Regions from separate parts of the Gossypium arboreum genome. Here region 2 is linked to region 1. Evidence: chromatin contacts called from public Hi-C data. All regions are on one chromosome and are shown on one strand. Each heading gives the region's core, a stretch centred on a gene start, on an enhancer-like site or on the middle of the called end of the contact. The rest is flanking DNA. Distances are from core to core; before and after follow the strand shown.

Region 1 (7,084 bases), core at 1,183-3,682:
AAAAGAACTCAAACTTCAGATAATATAGTATATTGCTTTTTTTGCAATTGCAGCATCTTTCTTTTCTCTCTTGTGTAGCGTATAAGCATATTGTTTTTTTTTTTTTTTGGATGATTTCTTAGACAATATCATAGATTATAGACCTAGTTAGTTGTGTATAGACTAGAGATATTGTGACAAGTATAGAGATGAACTTTTTTGGGATCAACTCCTGCACGTTTTTAGATTAATTTAAAGGAATTATTTCATATTTATTTGCCTCCATATAGGCTTTGTATGCGAGGCAGAAATAACCATAGTTTGTAAGCTTTAAACTACATAGGTTTTTATATAAATTACATATTTCTTTTTCTCAGCTCAGCATATCTTTGGTAAGAACCTTACTTTATTTTAGGATGGTTCACTTGTATGAAACCAAATTTGTGGTTTCATGGGGGGGAGGGGAGGTAGGAAATTAAACAGCACCAAAAGGGAGCAATATATTGCATTTCAGTGAACTATCACCAATTCATCATCATCTTTGCTTGGCACTGAATGCAATTCTGATTGTAAAAAAAGAAAGAAAAAAATCATCATAAACGACCATTTTAAAATGACCCACTACTTGTAATTTGTTTCTGCGGTGCTCTGAAAGTTATGATGAATGATCTATAAATGGACTGGTTTAGCTAGCCTCCACTCACCTGGTTTTAATGGCAGCTCAATTGCCCATTATTTCATACACCAACCATGCAATTAAGGTTGGATATCATCTGTGCAAATTAAAGTGGAATATCTTGCGAACCATTGGGCCATGCACTCACATCCCACCCTCTTTTAACAGCTTGCCCTGAAGCTAGCTTATTCTTTGGAAATTTCACCCCATAAAAAAAAAAAGAAAAAAAGTGTAGACGAGGAAGGTGGGTATGGTCCACAGTGTCAAAGTGCAAATGCAGGAGAACCCACATCGCACCCGCCCCTTATGCGTGTGCGCTTGAAATCAATGTAATATATATTCAAATTCATTTTAGCTCATTATTACTAAGGTTGAAACAATAATGACTTACGATTCATTTTAGTTAATTATTACCAAGGTTTGAACAGGAAACAATAAATCTCCAAAAGTCATTAAAAAATTCGAAAAAAAATAATTTTTTATCATCGTAAAATAAATATAAAGTATTTTCTAATTATATCAAAAATATTTTTATTCACTCAAAGCTACTAATGTATGTATTATTTTCTAATTCAGATTTATGAATTATTTAAATTTTGTATAAAAGAAGCTTTTATTTTAGTCCCTATAGTTCCTTGCCTTTACTTTTAAGAATATAGTCCTCTTCTTTTAAAAATAAAAATTTTAGGTCTAGTTGTTATTTCTATTAAATATATTAGGGTGATATTTTAAAATTAAAACAAATATTCACTTAATAATTATGTAATAATAAAATTATCGTTGAAAATATTTATTGCTCATTCAAAATCATCATGATAAAATATATTTTTTCCTATTGTAAGATTGTTCTTAAGAAAAATTGGTGTAAGCGTTTTAATTGAAATAGTTAACAATGTTAATTATTATAAAAGTAGATAGACTAAATTAAGTAAAAAAAGTTAAAAAGTATATAGATTAAATCTCAAGTTTTAATACAATTTAAATGCCAAAACTGAAATTTGACCATTGTCTTATAATGTAAAAAAGAGCAACACAAAATTAAAAGGAAATGGAAAGTCTCTAAAATTTTGGAATATTCAAATTATATATTAATTAAAAATTAAAGATATAAACTATTTAACTAATAATATTATAAAAGTACAAAAGTACAATGAGGAAAATATAATATGTTAAAAGTTGGAAGGGTCAAAACTTAACTTTAACCTTTTTATAAAATGTAAAAGAAAAAAGAAAGAGAGAAATGAGCATATGTATACGTCCGCGCTGAATAGAAGGAAGGTGATTTGGACGAGATATAGATTTCAATTGTTTTAATAATTGTATAATTTTAAATACTTAGTTAAGAAATTAGATTAAATGCTAATTAATTTTAAAAATAATTTAAATTAAATTTTAAATATGAGTTTTATATTAAATTGATATAACAAAACCGTGGAACCAGTTCTTGTTGATATTCTCGTGATTAGGTAGAGAAGTGTATGAATTGGGTTGGAGTAGACTTGAATTCAAAAAAGTTTTGAACTCTAATTATAAATTATAATATTGAGATATTAAAAGTTTGAATTTTTTTTGTTGAATAAAATTTTGAAATTTTAAGTTTAAATGTTGTATGAATATATGTATATTTTTAAATTATTTTAATTAATGTTTTTGGTAAATTGGTAAAGAAAAGGTAAGTTAAAAGTTAATTGAATTGATTATGGTTGATGTAATTATAGTTTTAGAAAGTTTAATTATGTAAATTTATAAGATAGTGTTCAAATATTCTTTAAATTCAAACAGGCTGACGCTACAAAATATGTCGATACTTGGTGATCAATCCAAAACCTCTGACCCCCAAAATAAGATCCAAAACCCAAATAATTTTCCTACATTTCTCTAAATTCTGCTATCGAAACAGCATGAGTTTTCTCGCGGGAAGACTAGCAGGAAAAGAAGGCGCCTTCTTTTTCCGGGAATCCAAACAAGCCGTCAACCGTTTGGTAGAGAAAACCCCCAAAAACCTCTCATCAAACCCACCGTCGCTTGAGCAACAAACTCAAGCTGACGTCCTTCCTGAGGTCCTCAAGCATTCTTTGCCTTCTAAGATCTTCAGGCAACCCTCCGATGCTTCGTCTCTATCCAGGTCCTCCAAGTGGGCCCTCCATACTCATCCAACCAATGCCTCCAGTTCTTCCCCTGATGCCTTGAACCCTCTCAGGGCTTATGTTTCTCTACCCCAGGTTACTTTTGGCCCCAAAAGGTCAGCTTTGCCCCATTCTTCTCCATCGAATTTTGGGTTTTCTTTTTCCTTTCTTGTTTTTTGGGTTTTCTATTGTATGTCGGTGGAGAATTTGCAGGTGGGAGTTGCCAACATCGGAACATTCAACCATGGCATCGACGGCTAATGAATTGCGGAAGGACAAATATACGCCTCTCAATCCGGAGAAGTTGAAAGCTGCTGCTGAAGGACTTAAGCGAAGTTTGTTCATTTCAATTTCTCTTTTAATGCTTTTTGTTTAGTTTCATTTCATATCTAATATATATGAACTCTGGCAATTTAGTCTTGATTAGTTCTAATATTATCTAATTTGAATTAGGGAACATTTTAATTATGAATTTTAATTGCCCTTTTGTATCAACAGAACTTCGGTAAGGCTTATAATACTTGGTTTTTGTGTTATAGTTGGAATGGCTTTTATAGTTGCAACTACAATGGTATTCGGTGGGGCCGCCTTGATGTTTGGGATTGCAGCCTCCAAGTTGGAGTTGCACAGTGTGAGCATTACTTATTACACCCTTATTGATAACTTTCTCAGTTCTATGTTTTTTTGGCATAAAAGCGCAATGAAATACATCGTCAATTTCTGTTTATATGGCTCAAAACTATTGGATATCTATGGTTGTAGAGTGTTTTATCACCATTTTTCCAGTTTCTTTTTTATTGCCGTTCTTGTCATATTTATACAGATTTGTCATTCTCCACCTGATGGTTTTTTAGGAACTTGGTCTTATCAATGTTAACAAATTCTGCGATAGGGTTGGATTACTCTTTAGTCGTTATTGAAATCTGCATGCTAATTGACACGTCTTCAGCACTAATGCAATTTCCCTCATCAGTGTGATGCCATTATGTGTTAATCTGATGACATGCTTGTCAAAGTAACATTTCAGCATAAATAAGTTGCTTCCAAACCAAATCAGGGGCTAATTTAACACAATGATGGAACTGTAATTCAATGTTATTTCATGCTTTTGAGTATCCATATTCTCCGTGACATGTTCCATTTGAGTATGCTAGTCTTTCCCATGTGTATTTAGTTAGGAAATGCACTGATACAGAGAAATGTTTTTTTTTTCCTTTTTTCTTTTTATTTTTGTTATCTTCTGCTTTTGGCAGAGTGATGATGTCAGAACAAAAGGAAAAGACCTGGTTCAGCCTAAATTTGACATGATTAGGGAACAGCTTGTTCCTCTAAGAACTTGGGTATGTTGATAAAAAATTCAACACTATTTTGCTCCTGTATTTTACAAGTCCCAACTATGATTGCACTAAACTCGGACTTTATAATTTTTCAGGCCGAAAACACATCAAAGAAATGGCACCTGGAAAGGGAGGAAGCTATTAAAGATAAACCCATCATAAAGGAGCTTTCTAAAACTTTAGGAGCAAAAACCAACAATTGACTTTGTAAGTGAGCGAAAATTTGGCATCTACAGGTTCATCGAATAAAATAAAAAGCCCGGAAACATTTTCCTGCAACTTTTCCTCTATTAATGTGCAAATCGCATCCTAAATGATTTTTTGTTTCATTTGCTGAAGCTCATGAAATATCGGTGTCTAATATATGGTCAGATTGCTACATGAAAGAATGATGGTTATTTGGTGGCTTTTCATTATAAACATGCAAAAACACGAGCTTTACCTTGGGGGGCATTGAAACCCATTTCTAGCGGAACTTGGAGTGAATACATCATATGGTTTAATCATATGATGTTTTAAGATGAATTAGTAGAAATGGAAAGCTGATAGTTCCAAGAGCACAAAGTTGAGACTCCATTAGTCCACATGCCTCCATCCCTGTCAAACGCACTATTCAAAGCACGTAATCTAAACCTAGATCCATGCCGCTCCTTTTATCTTGGAGGGATAAGCATATACTCATGGACCTGGCAATAGTTAAAACGAAAAGCACCAGTGAATGAAAGTGCCTTTCCTTTCTACACTGGACAAGTGTATTTATATTTTTCTCGCTATTATACATGTCGTATAATACATTTGTGTCAAAATATATATATCCTTACAAAGAATAGTACAGTATAAATAGTATCTGATTGTAAATACAACGAACTGTCCATAAAAACTAAACCCTTATGATATGATACACATGTTCCTAGGCCACGGATAAGGAAGAAGGTATAGAAGATAGAGAAAAGAATGATTCAGAATTAAAGTTAAAGCAACGACCTTAATATCCACAGATGATTCAGTAAGTAGAGACTCGCTGTTAAAAATTGCAGGATTCCCATGGTGCACCATTCAGGTTACACCATGGATCATTTCACTATGGTGGATATGATCTGATTTCTTAACAGTTGCTTTCATTGTATCTCTCAACTGCCCACCATTGCCTTTGGGGTTGGGCTGGTGGCAGTAGCAGTGGCAATGGCAATGGAAGAGACAAATCTAGAAACCAGTACAGCCTCATTGCTTGCTGCGGTAGTAGATGAAGCTACATCTTCCAAATGCTTCCAGGTTAGTTCCCGCCTTTCCTGCATCTCTTTTTCCTTCAATTCATCTTCTTGGAATCTGGACAAACACTCATCAAAAAGCACATGATCAACATCCGTGAATATCTTCCTGACATTTAGTGTAAAGCTCTGGACTGCCAGGTTCCAATGACCATTGGTATTTCTCTCCAGTGCAGGGAAGATTATAGGGAGTATTACTGAGCGGTTCTGGATGATAAGATTTCTTATGTGATCATTGTTCCACAAAAATAAAGCCCGTTCCGCTACCTGCCATAAACAAAAAGAACATTTTCCAAATCATACTCCTACAACAGAGAAAAGTTGAGAGCACAAAGCTCTACTTGTCTCAAACTAGATACCAGGCAACTAATGACTAAAATCATGTAATTTCCACAGTGAATAACTATTCTCCTTTTGTTTTCCCTTTGAAGCCAACATAAAATGAATCACTTACAACAACAGGTGTGGCCATTACCGAAAAAGTGTAGGGTTAACCTGTCCTGTAGTGATCAAATTGAATCATCTCCTTTTCTAGGTATTGCAAGAATGAAACTAGGGTTATGAACTCAAATCCACCAGCATAGCAACATTACATTACTCTCAACTAAGAATGCCCTATTCTTGACAGTTCAAAAGTGCTTTTTGATTGCTGTGGAATGAGAGGCCACTTGAATGTATTTTTATTTCATTTAGGGCTATTAGAACAGGATCAACCTTTTGGAACGATGAACATGCAACTCACTACCAGGATTAAATTGCCATCTCCTTCCCAGCAAAACCATTACAATTCTCTTGACTATAAACATCATCAACTACTGGTAGAAAATATATATTGAATTCTTTTCTCAAGGATAAACAGTAACATTGAAGCTGAGCAGATACGCATTTTTCATGAACATGATACTCATAGTCCACACGACAATGCTGTCTTCAAGGATCAAATAAATCTCACTCCCAAGAAATTAAGCATGCTAGCCAAAGTAATATAGATAACTTATGCCTCAAATGTAAAACTATGATAATGTCCACACCATACAACAACACACTCCCCAACATGCTTCAATCCATAAATGCCATCAAAATAATATTTCCCCAAGAAGATGCTGCTGGGCGGGTGCAAGCATTGAGCAGAAATAAAGGGGAACAAAAGAGCAGTAGCTTTCAAACAATTCAAGGAAAATCATCAGTTAACTAGCCTAGTGAGGTATGAGTGGCTTCCCAGTCACTGCCAGATTCAATAAATCCTTCCCTTAACCGAGAAAATAAGATCAGCTTAGATCAATCTAAAAAATAATACATCCTTATCTCAGCAAAATATCCTATGTTCTACTATTTATGCCGAAAATTTCTTGTAGCTTGTTCTACAATTCTAACTCTTTTTCCCGACCAGATTCTTAAAATAGTACAGGGGCTTAGGGTTTAACAAACATATATATTAAAGATGGACATTGACCAGTAGGAATTGTTCAGGATGGAAAGGCGTGGAAAATCTCTTAACAGCAACAATGGAGAATAAAAAAACAGTAAGAGGCTCCAATCGCTGTAAAAGAATGTGTAGTGATGAAGTATGTGATACAGGCATACAGTAGTCAACAAAAGAAGGCAAGAAGCTTACAGAAAAAGTCAATAGAGGGAGTAACAATGATAATCTAGACAGTACCTGAAAATGAGAGCTATTGAGGCAGCGGCCAATCTGAC
Region 2 (7,084 bases), core at 2,064-4,563, 140 kb before region 1:
CAAATTTCATTTACCTGATATATCAGAAAAACACATCAAAAGTTTTTTTTCTATTCTCCCACCATCTTTTATATTCTTAGATTATTCTATAAAAAATTACTACAGAAATTCTTTATAGAAATTAATGTCCTTGTTACGCTCCGCTCAGTGCTCAGTTAACTGTTTCCGTTAGTGTAAAACTTAGATAGTCATTGGGTTTCATTGTATCCTCGAGGTTCATTTGCTAGTAACTCTTTTACACACCATAATATAGGTGGCAGCAGATAAAACCTTAAAGAAAGTGAGTATTGATATACGCCTTAAAAGCCTTCATTAATTTCTCATAAGTTTATTTTATCCCCACACCAACAAAAAATACTAGCGTGCATATGTATTTTTATTGTATTTCTTAAATGTAAGAAGTGGCAAAGTTGTGCTTCCTAATATAGGACACATCTCATTCATGCATCTTTCACGTGCATTCCTCGTCAGTTTAGATGCTCAACTATAGCAATCAGGCTTGAGCTCTATATCCAACTATCCACATAAAGTACATTACAAAATCTTGGACAGAAATGCAAGCAAATTACAGATGCAAATGAACATCCACCAAACTGTGGTATTCTGAATTTTCATCCTCTTAAACTCTAATATGTGGCTAGAAAAAGGTTTTTCTTTCCCTCAATAATATTAGCAAGAAACCCAAGTGATCTCTTCTCCAATCTACAATTTTTCTCTCTAAAGTAACATGCCAAACTTTGAGACAGTCCCTAAAGCTTAGTCCATATTCAATAAGTACAAGGCAGCTAACGATTACTTACTTAACGTTAACAGAAGCACCCAATAGAATTTTTCTTTTCCATAATTTAATAATAAAAACAAAAGACTACACAACTACAAACCTCGCCTCTCAGATTTGCATAGTAAACAGCCCCAAAGCCACCTTCACCAATCTTTTTAGCCATACTAAAATTATCAGTCGCCTGGGCAAGTTCTTCATAAGAGAACTCAACTGATTTGTCAACGGAAATGCCAGTAAGGCCTGGAGAAGCAGCAACAGCCGGAGTTGATTCCACTGCTTTACTTCCAAAAGCTAAACAATTCCCACCAACAAAAGAAAGATAGAGAAGAAAAAAAAGCAGGGGCCAATCAGCAATTGAGATAAACGTAATCAAGATTTACTAGCAAAGTACAGTGTGATTTTGTTTTTGTAATTAACAAATAGATAATCCCAATCTCTCAGCAAGAATTTAAGGTGCAAATTCTTGAATAGAGAACTTTAGGGGATTAGAAATAAGACAAAGCATGTTCTTTTGCTCTACATTCTGGAATAAAGGGCCGTACATCGAGCGGGTTTGCTAATTAATCACCTATGTTTTCAGGGATTCAACTGGCAGCACAGTCTAAAACACTTGTAAAAAACAATAAATTTGTGAAATAATCTTTAGTTGGCTAAAATCTCACAATTACATATATAAGAAAAAGGGGAAAGAGAAGCAGCAGGGTTACCATTTCCAACTTGAGCTAATAAATCCTGGGAGTCTGTCGAGGACAATGTTTCTCCCTTTACCTTCTTCTTTCGGAAAAATCCAATATATACACCAATTCCCAGCAACAGCAATACCACTATGGCTGCTATAGATATCCCAGCAATAACTCCACCCGAAATTCCTGATTATGTAAAAACAACATATAAGCTCAAAGTATAAAAAGGTTTCCGGTCAATCAGAATACCAATATCATAATCATGACAAAAGCAACATGCACGGAAGGCCAAATCACCTGTGCTGCAAAACAGAAAGAACGAATAAACTGATTCAGAAAATGTAAAGATTCAAAGTCGAAACAAATGATAATAATACAACAAACTATTTTTAAAGTTTAAAGCTGCGTTAACTACCTTGATTGGATGGGTGGAAAATTACCATTAGCATCTGTACAAGAAAAAGAAATTCCTTCAGTGAGGTGAATTTACATTTATTCATGACAGTTGGCGTAACAAAGCATAATGCCTTGCCCTAGGTGTTTAAAACCAACAAGTTAACTAATTGTAAAACTCCCGTGGCGGTGGGTAATCTGAAAGAACAAACTAGAAATGAAATAATTGCATGTAGTTTGCAATTTTCTCAGGCATAAATGTTCCCAAAAATCGACCTGAATGATTATTGGACACGGAGCATGCTGAGCAAAATGAAGATGCTTGTAATTGTTGATGACAGTGAAAACAATCCATCTTTTAGAAAACGCAATGAACGCCACATCACTTTATACAGTAGCAGAACAATCATGACTTTCAGCTAAACTTTCCGTTTGATCAACCCCACTCCTATAGAGTGAATCCTACCCCCCCCCCCCAACAACAAAAAGCCTTTTTATTTTATAAACACAAAATCAAACAAAAATGCTAATGAGAGCAAATCTGCTCCGTATGGACAATAAAATTCTACAACAAAATTATTCCATTTTCACTTACCTATAAATTAAACAAAAAATGTTAAAAGAAATCACCTCTTCCCGGGATAAATACCAGACCAGCCCCTGAGCTGAAATTCACCCCGGGGTTGTATCTCTGCACCAACCCCGACAAATCCGATGACAGATTCACCTGAGTCAAGACATAACTCAAATTCTCCCCCGGTCGGAGCGGATATGTAATAAACAGCCCGTAATCCTTCGAAATAGTAGCGTCACCGCACGAACAATTAACCACCACCCTAACCGTCCCAGTATCCGGTATATTCGTCGGCGGATAGGTATTGAACGGCAGCAACCAATTAACCGTTGTCAAGTTCGAGTAGTATTCTGTGGCGATCTTGTAGTAAGTGTCGTTGGACCTAACTCTGTAGCTGAACTCGTGGGCGGGTAATGAGCCGTTGATGCAATCGCAAGGGAAAGGAACATTGAGTCTAGTACCACTTTCGACGCTGTCTTTGTTGGCAACTTGTTTGTTGTAACTAAGGATTGAGTCGAAATTTAACGTGGAGGAAGGAGCAAGGGTCGAATTAAAAAGCTCGGATACGAAGGTCAAGTTTGATTCTGGCGGAACGTAGTAGGATGCTAAGGCCGTGCAGCTTCTGGTGCATCTTGATTCTACTGAAATGGAGAAAGTTAAGATAAAAAGCAACGGAATTGGGAATAATTTAAGTAGCATTTTGGATTGTGAAATCCCTACGTTGGGATTTTGGGGGTTTTGATAGTCCAAGTCAAGGAAGAGGTTGGATGATATTTCAGAGCTGAGACCGTTGAGCTTAGTCGTTGGAAAAGAAACAGTAGTAGAACAAAAGTGATGATGAGGTGGCAAATCATTATTGGGAGTCATTTTGACTCTTTTTCTTTTCATTGTATTGATTGTCGTATTGCGTACGGTTGTGTGTCGTACCAAGCGGTTCACATAACGATATAATCACTAGATATATTATAGACATGATAAAAAGAATTTTAAGAAAATATAAATACTATTTCTCAAATAAATACTATGCAAATACAATTCTAGATTTTGGCTAATTTACATATATATGTGGCTTTTTTACACCAATAATATAAAATAAAAAATTAAATTCAAAAATAAGATATTTAAGGGGTAGAGGGTGGTGCATAGGCGGTACCATCTTTTTTTTTTTGGCACGATTTCATGTAAATAAATTAATATTTTAATGGGCCACATCATTATGATTGGTAGCATCCAAAATATATAGGTATATACTAAATTTGGTTATAAAATATTGGTATAGGTCAGGAAGAGGCAATGTCAGGCAGGTAGGCGGCACCAGTCACACCTCCCTGACAGGCGACACTGGTGCCATGCTTCAGTCTCGTCCGTCAGCATTGTCTAGTCACATCCTCGAGCCTCGAGAAGAAAGAGAAGAAAGATGGAGAGTGATTTGGGTTACCTTATAACCATGACCCCTCTTGTAGAGAAGAAGAGAAACAATAAAAGAAAAAAAAAAGAAAAAGAAAACAACAGCAGTGAAAAAGAAGAGAAGGAGAAGAAAAAAAAGAACGACAATTTATTTTTGTTTATTTTTTTAAATAGAAAGGATTATGATGAGGAATTGTTATAAATTATTTTGTTAGTATTGTTTAGTTTTTTATTGTGATTTTTATGTTGTTTTTATTTATTTTAAAGTTATTTTGTTCGTAACTATTATACATTGTTTGTTTAGTTTAGTGTTTATTGTGATTTGTTAGGTTATGAATGTAATTTTTATTTTTTAAATTTATTTTAAAGTTATTTTGTTAGTAATTTATGATTAAGTTAATTATTTGTTTAGTTTAATGTTTATTGTGATTCGTTATGAATGTAGTTGTTTATTTATTTATTTATTTGACAATTATTTTTGATTTATTGAGATGTTGATTAATTTTGTTTTTATATATTTTTACAAAGTTGTTTGGAAGAAACTAAATAGGTATGTTTCTGCTTTTACTTTTGAATTGTATGTTTTATTTGTTTAGATAATTTCGGTTTGTTTTAATTATATTATTACTGTAGACTAACATAAATTTTTGTTATGTAGGTAAAATATGGAATTTTATAGATTTTTATTGTAATTATATTATTATTGTACTATATTTATCGTATTATTTATTATATAATATTAATGTGTTTTGATAATTATTTAAAATGAACCCTTTAGAAATTAATTCTTGAAATCTTTTATTCTCCTATTATTGAGATAAAAGGCTCAAATCCAAATTATTTACGTTAATGTGTTTTTGCAACAAACTAATTGAATTCATTTTTTTTAAAAATTGCAAATTACTAAATGGGTTCTTTGATTAATAATGACGATCACATATCAAAAACTATTAATAAGATGGTAATAAAATTGTTATTTGTTACTTATGTAATTTACGGAATTAAATTAGGTTATATTAACTATTTTGGAAATTTAATAGTGTCAGTGCCCATACCGCGAACTGAGGGGTCGTGTGAATAGTGTAGGCTATCTGCCGGATGAAAGTCTCATGCTATACTTGGAGTTAATCGGATTCAAATCAGCAGCATTAATCCAGACGTTTGATTGGCAATACGACTTAATATCCGTTTTGGTCGAGCGATGGTGCTCGGAGACCCACACATTTTATTTGTAACACCCCTTAACCCTATACCGTCGTCGAAACAGGGTTATGGAGCATTACCGGACTTTTTAGAACAATTACAAACTTTTATAGTTAATTCACATTCATTTTACAATTAAATCATAATGTCCCTTTTATGGGCCCTCGAAGCCCAAATCACGTAAAAGAAGCTAATCGGGACCAATTCCGGTACCCTAGAAATTTTTTTGTGAAATTTTAGAACTTTTCCTAAGTGCAAGGTTCACACGCCTGTGTGCCAGCCTATGTGGACTCAAAATGAGCCTTTTACATCAAGTAACCCAACCCTGCAATTTTTAAACCACAAGTAATGTAACACCCCAAACCCGACCCAGACGTTATGGCCGAATCCGGTGTGTCACATTGCACTGCTTTTCGAAAATATGAACTCTATTGGCAAAGACTTGTTTGAATAGTTAAATCTCTTTGTGGTTTGATAAAAATTTTAGTCTATTAAATTCCTTATTTTATCCAATCAGCTAGTCAAAACATTGGTCATATTCAATTGTCATTATTTTATTACACTGATTTAAACGCGGAAGCTTTTCAAAACTTTGAAGGTTAAATCGAGTGTCTTTGCAAACAATCGATATTTTGAAAACTCGTCTTCCCCTAGACTAGCAGTTTTAAGTAAGCAAGCAAATGCCCAATTAAAATTTAAATCCATAAAAGACATTATTACAGAATTAAAAACCCAAAACAAAAATTTAGATAAAAATAAAATCATGCATAGCATTACTACGGTCATGTGGCCATCTCCGAGTCCTTCACAGGACCAAATCCTCTAAAGCTGGGGATTACCTGCACAGTTAAAAAGAATGGTGGATTTACGAAAAACTCAATGTGTGATCCCCTATTTAACAGTCAGAATATAGTACGTAGTAACAGTCCGGGCCTGAGCCCATTATAGTAACAGTGTCAGTGCAGTAATGCAACAGTCAAACCCACCTCAAGCCAGCCAGACACACCACTCCGTACCACCAATCACACCATGTGGGGGCAAAATCGACCCACCCAGCCAGACACACCAATATTAGCACAGGTTGCAACACTAATCAATATCGCAGCAAAACTGCCAATAATGGTATCGCAGCAAAGCTGCTAGTAATCAATATAAAGCCTAAAAGCGAACAGTACAGTATACTTCCTCCATAAGCAATATCCCAACCCCATGCAATATGTCAGGTCGTAATCTCATACGTGAATGCAGAATGTCATGCTCAGAAAGAACAGTCAAGTCATACCACAAATCAGTCATTTACCCTCGATGGGTAAAATAGTCATTTTACCCTGTAGGGGTATTTTGGTCATTTTACCTGCCCTAGGGTCTAGGTACTCTTATCGACCCATCAGAAGGTCTACAGTCGCCTCGAGCGACTCGTGAAACCTTAACGGTCTTAACAGTATAAATGGGCCCAAGGCCCATTATGCGGCCCAAGTAGGCCCACACACCCGTGTGGCCCATCAAGCCCAAAAATTACCACGGCCATGCGAACTACACAACCCAGTCCAGTAATTACCATATATTGTGGCATTTATCAGTGTGGAGCCCACAAGCTCATTGGGCTCACACAACCTGGCCCAAACCCATAAAAATGTTCATGGTGGCCTCTATAGTCTAACACCCATGTTTCGTGGGCTCGGTTCACCACGCGAGCGATCGTACGCCCATGTAGCCTCAATCGCCGTATTTTTTGGCTTTTCGGCTTTTGCCGATTTACAGTATAAGTGGTGAGATTACACACCTGATTGCGAAATCGAGTGAACAGTCCACCACACCAAAGCCTACATTCATTCAAGATTTACCATCAGTTTTCCAATCATTAGAATTCTTAATACTAAAACCTAAATCCTCACTCACTACGCACCTTGAACGAATGAAAATAGCTTATTTCCCTTAGATCGCTGATTAAGAATCGATCTCACGTCAGCAATGAAACTTATTAGACAGGATTGTTTACCAAAAATAAGACTTAAAACCTCTAACACTTAAAAACCATAGAAA

The links. A called contact is a pair of places that touch in the nucleus more often than the background predicts.
Region 2: a contact with region 1 is called in a Hi-C map of leaf, with 4 times the contacts expected there. The contact joins the promoter of LOC108472394 here to the promoter of LOC108473912 in region 1. A contact is called at or near these places in 2 of 5 Hi-C or Micro-C datasets (both in leaf).

The regions. Positions count from the first base shown.
Region 1 is chr11:20,129,744-20,136,827 of ASM2569848v2, reverse strand. It overlaps LOC108473912, which reads left to right and starts at 2,432. Exons shown (of 5, transcript XM_017775734.2): 1 at 2,432-2,897; 2 at 2,995-3,116; 3 at 3,321-3,412; 4 at 4,035-4,121; 5 at 4,214-4,507. The coding sequence starts at 2,557. The coding sequence ends at 4,321. LOC108473911 (serine/threonine protein phosphatase 2A 59 kDa regulatory subunit B' gamma isoform-like) reads right to left here. Exons shown (of 2, transcript XM_017775732.2): 1 at 7,047-7,084; 2 at 4,874-5,653. The coding sequence ends at 5,249.
Region 2 is chr11:20,266,413-20,273,496 of ASM2569848v2, reverse strand. It overlaps LOC108472394 (chitin elicitor receptor kinase 1-like), which reads right to left and starts at 3,313. Exons shown (of 11, transcript XM_053022241.1): 1 at 2,488-3,313; 2 at 1,880-1,913; 3 at 1,489-1,676; 4 at 882-1,072. The coding sequence starts at 3,298.